Regions from separate parts of the Mus musculus genome. Here region 2 is linked to region 1. Evidence: chromatin contacts called from public Hi-C data. All regions are on one chromosome and are shown on one strand. Each heading gives the region's core, a stretch centred on a gene start, on an enhancer-like site or on the middle of the called end of the contact. The rest is flanking DNA. Distances are from core to core; before and after follow the strand shown. Region 1 has its middle 34 kb from the start of Gm19585. Region 2 has its middle 70 kb from the start of Gm19585.

Region 1 (3,826 bases), core at 742-3,241:
CATGTATATCAGCTTCCTCCCCACAAGGCTTAAGAAGCATCACAGAAGAGGAGAAGAAAAGATTGTGGGAGGCAGAGTTCAGAGACTACCAAAGCCAAACAGTGTATTCTTGATATGAAAAGACCACTGCATTTATGAAGTCACAACTTGTAATTGCCTGTACAAGATCTATGTAAGATCAATCCTGTCAACCTCCAGTATAGTCTATCCATAACTGAAGAGCTATGAACAGTTGATTGTGTCTTGGGAAGAGAAATTCAGTTTTCATTAAGGATGATAGTCCCTAGCAGGTCAACCATGCTCCAGTGAATGACCCCACAACTAGGAATATATGAGGGATACAAATTGGACTTGAAGGGCTATTTAAGCAAACACACACACACACACACACACACACACACACACACACACACACTCACACGCACACGCACATGCACACACAGTTGGAGGTGAGATAGTGAGGTGGGTCAATTTGGAATGAGTTGGTGGAAGAGTAGGTCATGGATATGATCAAAATATATTGTATGGAATTCTCAAAGACTTACTGAAATGTTTGTAACATTAAATAAAATCATTACTCAAGGAAATCAAATGAGGAAAGGAAACCAGGGATTTGTTTGGAGTTATTTTGCCTTTGTAGCTATGTGAAAGTCTCAGAGATTGCTTGTCAAGAAAGTCTTTTGGAGGGCTTTCCATGGTGCAATATTTAATATTTAGAATTAAAGCCTGGGGAAGGAAATATTATTGTTGAGTAGGAAAAATAAATTTAAAGTTGAAATTGTCCTTAAATGCACCATTTACTTTTTGAGAATCCATGCCACCTAGTACTTCACAGCTCAACCTCTTCTGTGAGTATGTTGGAGGTAACCTTCCTGAAGGAAGAGGCCATATGTTATGCCCATTGTGATGTTTAGGGTTTAGATTTGTTCCCATGGTCCTTCAGTTTTCTTTAGGATGCATCTCTCAGCAGGTGTGCCCACTGAGGAGTCTGAAAAACGATCTGACTTTGAACAGCTGCTTGCTTGACTAGAGCCAAGTTTTCTTGATTTATTCTGAGTCTGCTCCATTCTTGGGCTGCTAGTCTCTACTATGCCCAATCCACACACCCCTTGCCTCTCTCATATGTGATTCCTTTTTGAAATTCAAATGTAGGAGACTCACTCAGTTATATTGTTCTCATGATCTGTTTTACAATCTTGTCTCTCAGTCTTTTTGGTTAGTCCTTAAAGCCACACTTGGGCATTATCCCTCTCTACAAGCCTACTTCAGACAAAGTTAATTATTCCTCCATCTGAGGGACATTATCACCTCATTCATATTTGTTGTGCTTTTTGGAGGAGACTGCCTCATTGTTAAATATCCATTTGCCAACATACAAGATATCATGATATTCCATTGTTTCTATTACTTAGTTGAGGAGCTGCCATGGGGTAGAGATCTTGGGCAAGTGCAAAATTGAATGGCTGAGTAAACGAAAGCAAAGTTATCTGGTTCTTGAGGGATTGAACACAAAGCTTAGATCCTCTGGTTACCTTATTACCATAGACATTTAAAATATTCAATACACTTTGCTTCCAGGCCTATAAAAATTTCTGTTTGTCATCTCCCACAGAGTTGACTCTTGGGCTATGACTAATTACATGTGAATATTAGTAGATAGAAAAAAATCAAATTTTTAATTGGATGGATTCCAATCATAGCCACAAATATTTTACAACCATAGACTAAGTGTATTTATGTGAATGTGATACGTAAATTTGTATGAACCTATATATGCTATAATTTAGTATAAGTAAACCATCAAATACACTCAAGTTCTTCCTTCGAAGGAGTCACTTGAATGCAAACTCAACTCTAACCAGGAAACCAAAAGCATTTAGAGGGCAGTGCTTAGTCAGCCTGGACCAACTTGTTCTACCTGTTAGGGACAGAGTCCTGATGAAGTCCCCATGTTCAGGGAGTTGTTTCTGGAGTAGCAAGAAGCATTCTGTGTCTCCCCCTGCTGGTTGATGGAATGACTAAAGGGAGCAACCCCTTAGGACTCCTCACGGTCATGACCTTACAGCCTGTGCCATCTGGTCATTGGCTTCTGTGAACTTTTAATGAGGAAAGTTGATGTCGAGTTCACATCAGGTTATTTCCTCTCATCCCCAGCTTGCAAACTCTGCTTAATTAGCATTCTGCATTTCTTAACAATTCTAACTTCACATCCCACTGAAATAAAGCATTAGGAAACCCTCTCCTTGCATATTTTAATTCCAGGCTATCACTACATTTTGATTAGATTAAAATTGTTTTTAAAAGCCTGTGTTTGAAAATAATCTGCAGGGTTACCGCAAAGGATATTGCTTCCTCTAGTCAACCAGCCACCAAGAGACACGAAGAAAGAAAAGTATAACGCCAAGTAAGGTGATTCCACAAGATATTTGGAAGAGGAAAGAATTATCTACAATTTGTTTGTATTATCTCATTAACTGTACTTGGTAATTATATATCAAAAGAATTTGAAAAAGGTTTTTGTTGTGAGTATTTTAGTTTACAAAGAAGGCATTGCATAATAAATGGCTTACAAAGCAGAAAAGGTTCTCACCAAATGGTGACAGTTAAAATTAGAAACCAAAGTGGTACCATTATCAGCTATGAAGTGAAGACATCAGAGCAGAGAGTAGAAAGACAGAGAGACAGAGAGAGAGAGAGAGAGAGAGAGAGAGGGAGGGAGAGGGAGAGGGAGAAAGAGAGACAGAGACAGAGACAGAGACAGAGAGAGGCTGAAAGACAGGAAATGAGACAGAGATAGAGGAGGATCTCCATAAGCTAAATGTGCTCAGTCCTAAGTAATAAATGCTTCCATCAGAGGCTTTAGAGAAGAAGGTGGACAGTTTAGACTCATTCTGTGCCATTCTAATTGCTGAACTGGGAAGATAGCACATGAGACAAACACAGAGATGTAGGTGAGTTGGGAGATGACCAAGGTGAGAGAAAACTGGACTGGATTAGTAACAGTAAAAGCACTAAGATGTGATTGTAGATATTTGAAAACATGGTGTACATTTGCTTGTTGATTACATGCATGGTAGAAAGAAGGAGAAAAACCAAGTCCATGTACAGGATGTGGCACCTTAGCAAACACTTGGGTAGAGAGAGCTGGGAGGGGCAGAATTAATTTTAAATTTAAATATAGTATTTTGATTAATTCTTTCAAAGATTTATGCATGCACATAATATATTTTAATCAGCCCTACCCCTGACCACTCTCCTCCCCCTAACTTCATTCTTCTGTTTTTTGCTGTTATTATTTGTCATAAGCCTCAGAATACAGTTCATGCTGCCTGTATTTGCACAGATATGGGACCACCCACTGGAATGTGGTATTGACTGACCAGCATCTATAGCCTAGAAGAAAATTGACTCTTGACTCCTAGCAACTATCACCTGTTAATATCTCCACAGCAGAGGCTGGGGACTCATATCCTCTGACCTACCCCTATCTTGGGATGCTGCCTAGCTTGATCTTGTGCAGATCTTGCTGAGGTGACCACAGCTTCTGTGAGCTCATGAGTACAATGGTCTTATCATGTCCAGAAGACACTGTTTTGATCTAGTTTTCTCCAAAAAAACCCTGGCTCTTAGGATATTTCTTATTTCTCTTTGAAAACTGTGCCTGAGCCTTGCTGGAGAAGTGTGATATTGATGTCCAATTTGTAGCCGAGGACTTCATATATGCTTCCTCTCTGTAAGGAGCAGTTGTGAGTTCTGAGCTGACTGCTCTCCACTGCAGAAGAGTGGTAGGCTTTTGTAAGTGGGCAGTAGTTTGCCCAAGGCTCCA
Region 2 (3,826 bases), core at 814-3,313, 100 kb before region 1:
CTGGTTAGTTCATAATGTTGTTCCACCTATAGGGTTGCAGATCCCTTTAGCTCCTTGGCTACTTTCTCTAGCTCCTCCATTGGGAGCCCTGTGATCCATCCATTAGCTGACTGTGAGCATCCACTTCTGTGTTTGCTAGGCCCCGGCATAGTCTCACAAGAGACAGCTACACATGAAACTCAAGAAAAATGAAGACTGAAGCGTGGACACTATGCCCCTCCTTAGAAGTGGGAACAAAACACCCTTGGAAGGAGTTACAGAGACAAAGTTTGGAGCTGAGATGAAAGGATGGACCATGTAGAGACTGCCATACCCAGGGATCCACCCCATAATCAGCATCCAAACACTGACACCATTGCATACACTAGCAAGATTTTATCGAAAGGACCCAGATGTAGCTGTCTCTTGTGAGGCTGGCCATATTCTTAAACTTTCTATCTACCCTTCTATTCCCACTGTCCATAAAACAGACTAGAAAAATGAGGCATGAAGTCTCTGGTCTGCTGAACCTGGCTTTCTCTGGGGTTTACTTTTGAATAAAATGGATTTCTATTATAATGAGGCTGCCAAGGTGAAGGGCACCTTCTGTTCTCCCAAGTAGAAATGGAGGAAGAGTAGGATTGGTGTGACTCATGCGTATTTTAATTTTGCCTTGTGCAGGGCCTTCGGCTTGAGGTTTTGTTTTCTTCTGGTGCTAAAATCAACATCTTACTGTAAGGCAGGGGGTTAGATCAAAGGGCGAAGTTTGGAGAGAAGGCACAGTGGTTAAGAGTGCATACTGACTGTTCTTGCACAGGTCCTAAGTTTGAATCCCACGACCCATGTCTAAGGGCTCACCACTGACTGTAACTCCAGCTCCATGGGATCAATATCCTCTTCAGGCTTTCATGGGGACTTACATCTCCCCCCCCCCCCACGTACACATGTACACATAACTAAAAATAAAATAAATATTTAAAAATATTCCAGAACATAGGCCAGGAACATTACGCCTAGGGGATCTGATGAGCCCCATAAAAGTCAATACTTCTTTCCCATTTTATAGCCTTCGCTTTGTAGACTGAGTGCTGGGAGCGGAAAAAAAAATGGCCAGGCTCTGGGAGATGGCAGTTTCAAAGTGTTCCATGCCAACGTCCATCTGGGATCCAAAACCCTCCCCTCCCGCTGCTTGTTTCTGTGTGCATGCTGTCTGATGTGTCTCTACATGCCTCTGTGATTGCACACGGCTGTCAGTCAGGGAAGCAGCAGATACCAACAGATTCTGTCTCACCAGCTGATGGCCCAGGCCGCCTGGGCGGCTGATCAGCAGAGATTCCTTGCAGACCTGCAGGAACTGCTTGTGGCTAACTGTATTTTAAGAAATTGGTTTGCTTTATTTACAGAGTGATCCCTCGAAAGGTTTCCCAGCAGGACCTAAATTGGTGCTTTTGTGCAAAAGAATTAAAAAGCAGGTTCCAGCCGTGTCGTTTATGGAGGTCTGCCGTGTACACAATACAGACAACGCAAGGCCTTAATGTTTTATTAGATTGGAATCATTTCTGGCATTTAAACATTTTGATGAAATTTGTTCAGTTTTCTGGGTGTGTTTTATATGAAAAAATTAAATGTTTTTTTGGCAGTTCTATTAAATAGATACTGGCAACATCTCAACGTAGTTTAGTAATTTAGAAATCAATGATAAAACATTTTATTTAATCCACCAATTGAGAGCTTTATTGTGGTGATTCTCTTTTCTTCTGGGCCACACACGATCACCACAACCATGTGCAAGGAGTAAATGAGAATTAAGGATACAGGATAGGTTCTTTTCACTCAAGAAAACCAGCCAAAAATCCACCTCCATACTGAGACTGCCCCAGATGTGATTGAGGGGACTCGGGGAAGGTGTCACACATAGGTAGAGGTACACAGGATGCTTTGCATTTGCCAAGGAGGGTAAGCTGAGTCTCAGTGCCAACCTTGTTCCTTTGTTCAGGGCACAGAACCGTGACCTAGCACTCCTCACGAAGCCTGGAGTGCTTCCCCTTTCTCAAATGACACTTGTGCTTCTGCCGTGGCTTCTTGAGCTTTCTTTTCTAAAAGCCTTAGCTTCCGGGTTGGTTTCTCTTCACAAATCGGCCACAAGTACCAAGGCTAAGATGTTTCTCCTTTGTGCCTTGACCCCTATTTCATGAGATTGCTCTGAGAATCTCCTGTGGATTAGCACATAGATCTATATGTAGCCAGCGTCTGTTGAGTGACTTTGTCGTGCTCAGATGGATGCCATTAAAGTTAAGGCAGTCCACATTTGGACCTAGAAACCACATTAGTCATATTGTAGGGAGAAACTCAGAGTCCTCCTTCCTAGCACTCTCTTCCTAGTGTGATGGACTATGATCCTTCCTTACTTGTGATGTCCATTCTTTTCCTAGTATCCAGGATCCATACTGGGCAAAAGTACGTCCTTGCCTGTGATCTGTGATAGGCAGTGATGATCCTTCCTCATCTGTGACTCTAGGGTAATTGTCCTCTGTTGGGATAGAAATGCAACTGGCATAAACTCAAGGTGGTAAATGTCCAGTGACTGTCATGAAAAGCTATTGATCTCTGCAGTGAGCAGCTTTGGGAAAACCTCAGAGGTAGGATTTCTTGGGCCGGTGGTCTGGCTGTGCAGGTTAAAGTGCATCACTCACACACCTGGCCATTTGAATTCTATCGCTGGAGCCTCTTGTAAAGGTAGACGTAGAGAATCAACTTCACAGTGTTGTCCTCTGATCTTCTCAGATTAGAGGGGGCACAGCCCCTCCCCCACAGTCCTTTACCCTGCACCCTCCCTCACAGACACACACACACACACACACACACACACACACACACACACACTTAGGATACTTTCCTGTTGAGCTGATCCTGGAGAGGCTTCACCTCAGAATTTCTTCCCTTAGTTTTTAAATTAGGAAAAGAGAGAAAGAGAAGATTTGGATGCCATGATGGATGGAAAAAGGGGAGAAAGTAGGGAGAAGGACAAATTCCTGGGAGAACAGGGCCACATGCACCTTTGACTATGTGTAAGAGAAGACTTGAAGGGAGAACATCTTCTCAGTTAGGAAAACAAACCTACAGCCATCAACATACAAGATGTAATCACAGAAATCAGGGAAAGGGTCTAATCTGGGTAGCTTTGGAAATATAACTAAGCCCAAATAGCCAAGTGGCTGGGCATGAAATGACCTGTCTTTCAGTTTAATTTTCATAGTGGACAACCTACCAAGAGTCAGACATAGGGACAAAGGAAAAGGTGGGACTCAGTCCCTGGAAAGCACTGAGCTTTCTTCTTTGGTGACGTGAGATTTTGGTCAGCCCTGTTTTATTTCTGGGTGTCTGTGGAAAGGATAGCTGCTAGTGAATTTTCCTAGTGGTTCTTGTTTATGGTCTCGGAATATAGAGCTGCCACCCTGCTCTGTTTGTCCCACCCTCTTCTACTTTCATCTCTCTCTCACTGAGCTGTTGCCATTTTTTACTCCATATTGCCTATTGTACACCATATAGTTTTCCAGAGTTGTGGCTGAGAGAGGAGGAATAGATGTTTCCAGGGGGACACATCAGGAGCATTTTTCATTGTTGCTAGATCACAAGACATTGTCAGGGAAGAGTTACTCCTTGATGCTTCCCGATAAGCTCAGGGACCCCATGAGCCCAAGGACAGCCTAGGAGACTCAGAGGGTGCAGATGCCACTGGACTGCTAGACATTTCCCATCATTCAAGGCCTCTCCCCAGGATTTCCTCCTTCCTATGTCCCTCCAACAAAGCTCCTTTATGGAGGGAAGCTAACATTGCCTTCAGTAG

Evidence for each region. Hi-C and Micro-C count contacts between places; a contact is called where the count stands out from the background.
Region 2: a Hi-C map of B cells shows a contact between it and region 1, with 2.9 times the contacts expected there. The contact joins two enhancer-like sites. A contact is called at or near these places in 1 of 15 datasets of contacts at CTCF or cohesin (CD8 T cells), 15 of 484 Hi-C or Micro-C datasets (B cells, CD4 T cells, CD8 T cells and 8 more) and 5 of 115 datasets of contacts at active chromatin or transcription factors (CD8 T cells, bone marrow-derived dendritic cells, double positive thymocytes and 2 more).

Annotation. Positions count from the first base shown.
Region 1 is chr17:52,180,935-52,184,760 of GRCm38.p6, forward strand. No RefSeq gene overlaps it. Among named protein-coding and RNA genes, the nearest start is that of Gm19585, 34 kb to the left of the region's middle. Within about 2 kb of position 1,992, at least 20 of the 459 cell types and tissues checked have an H3K27ac peak or open chromatin away from gene starts, as enhancers often do. A contact at or near this core is called in B cells, CD8 T cells, Th1 cells and 3 more, where this site is marked.
Region 2 is chr17:52,077,483-52,081,308 of GRCm38.p6, forward strand. No RefSeq gene overlaps it. Among named protein-coding and RNA genes, the nearest start is that of Gm19585, 70 kb to the right of the region's middle. Within about 2 kb of position 2,064, at least 30 of the 459 cell types and tissues checked have an H3K27ac peak or open chromatin away from gene starts, as enhancers often do. A contact at or near this core is called in B cells, CD8 T cells, Th1 cells and 3 more, where this site is marked.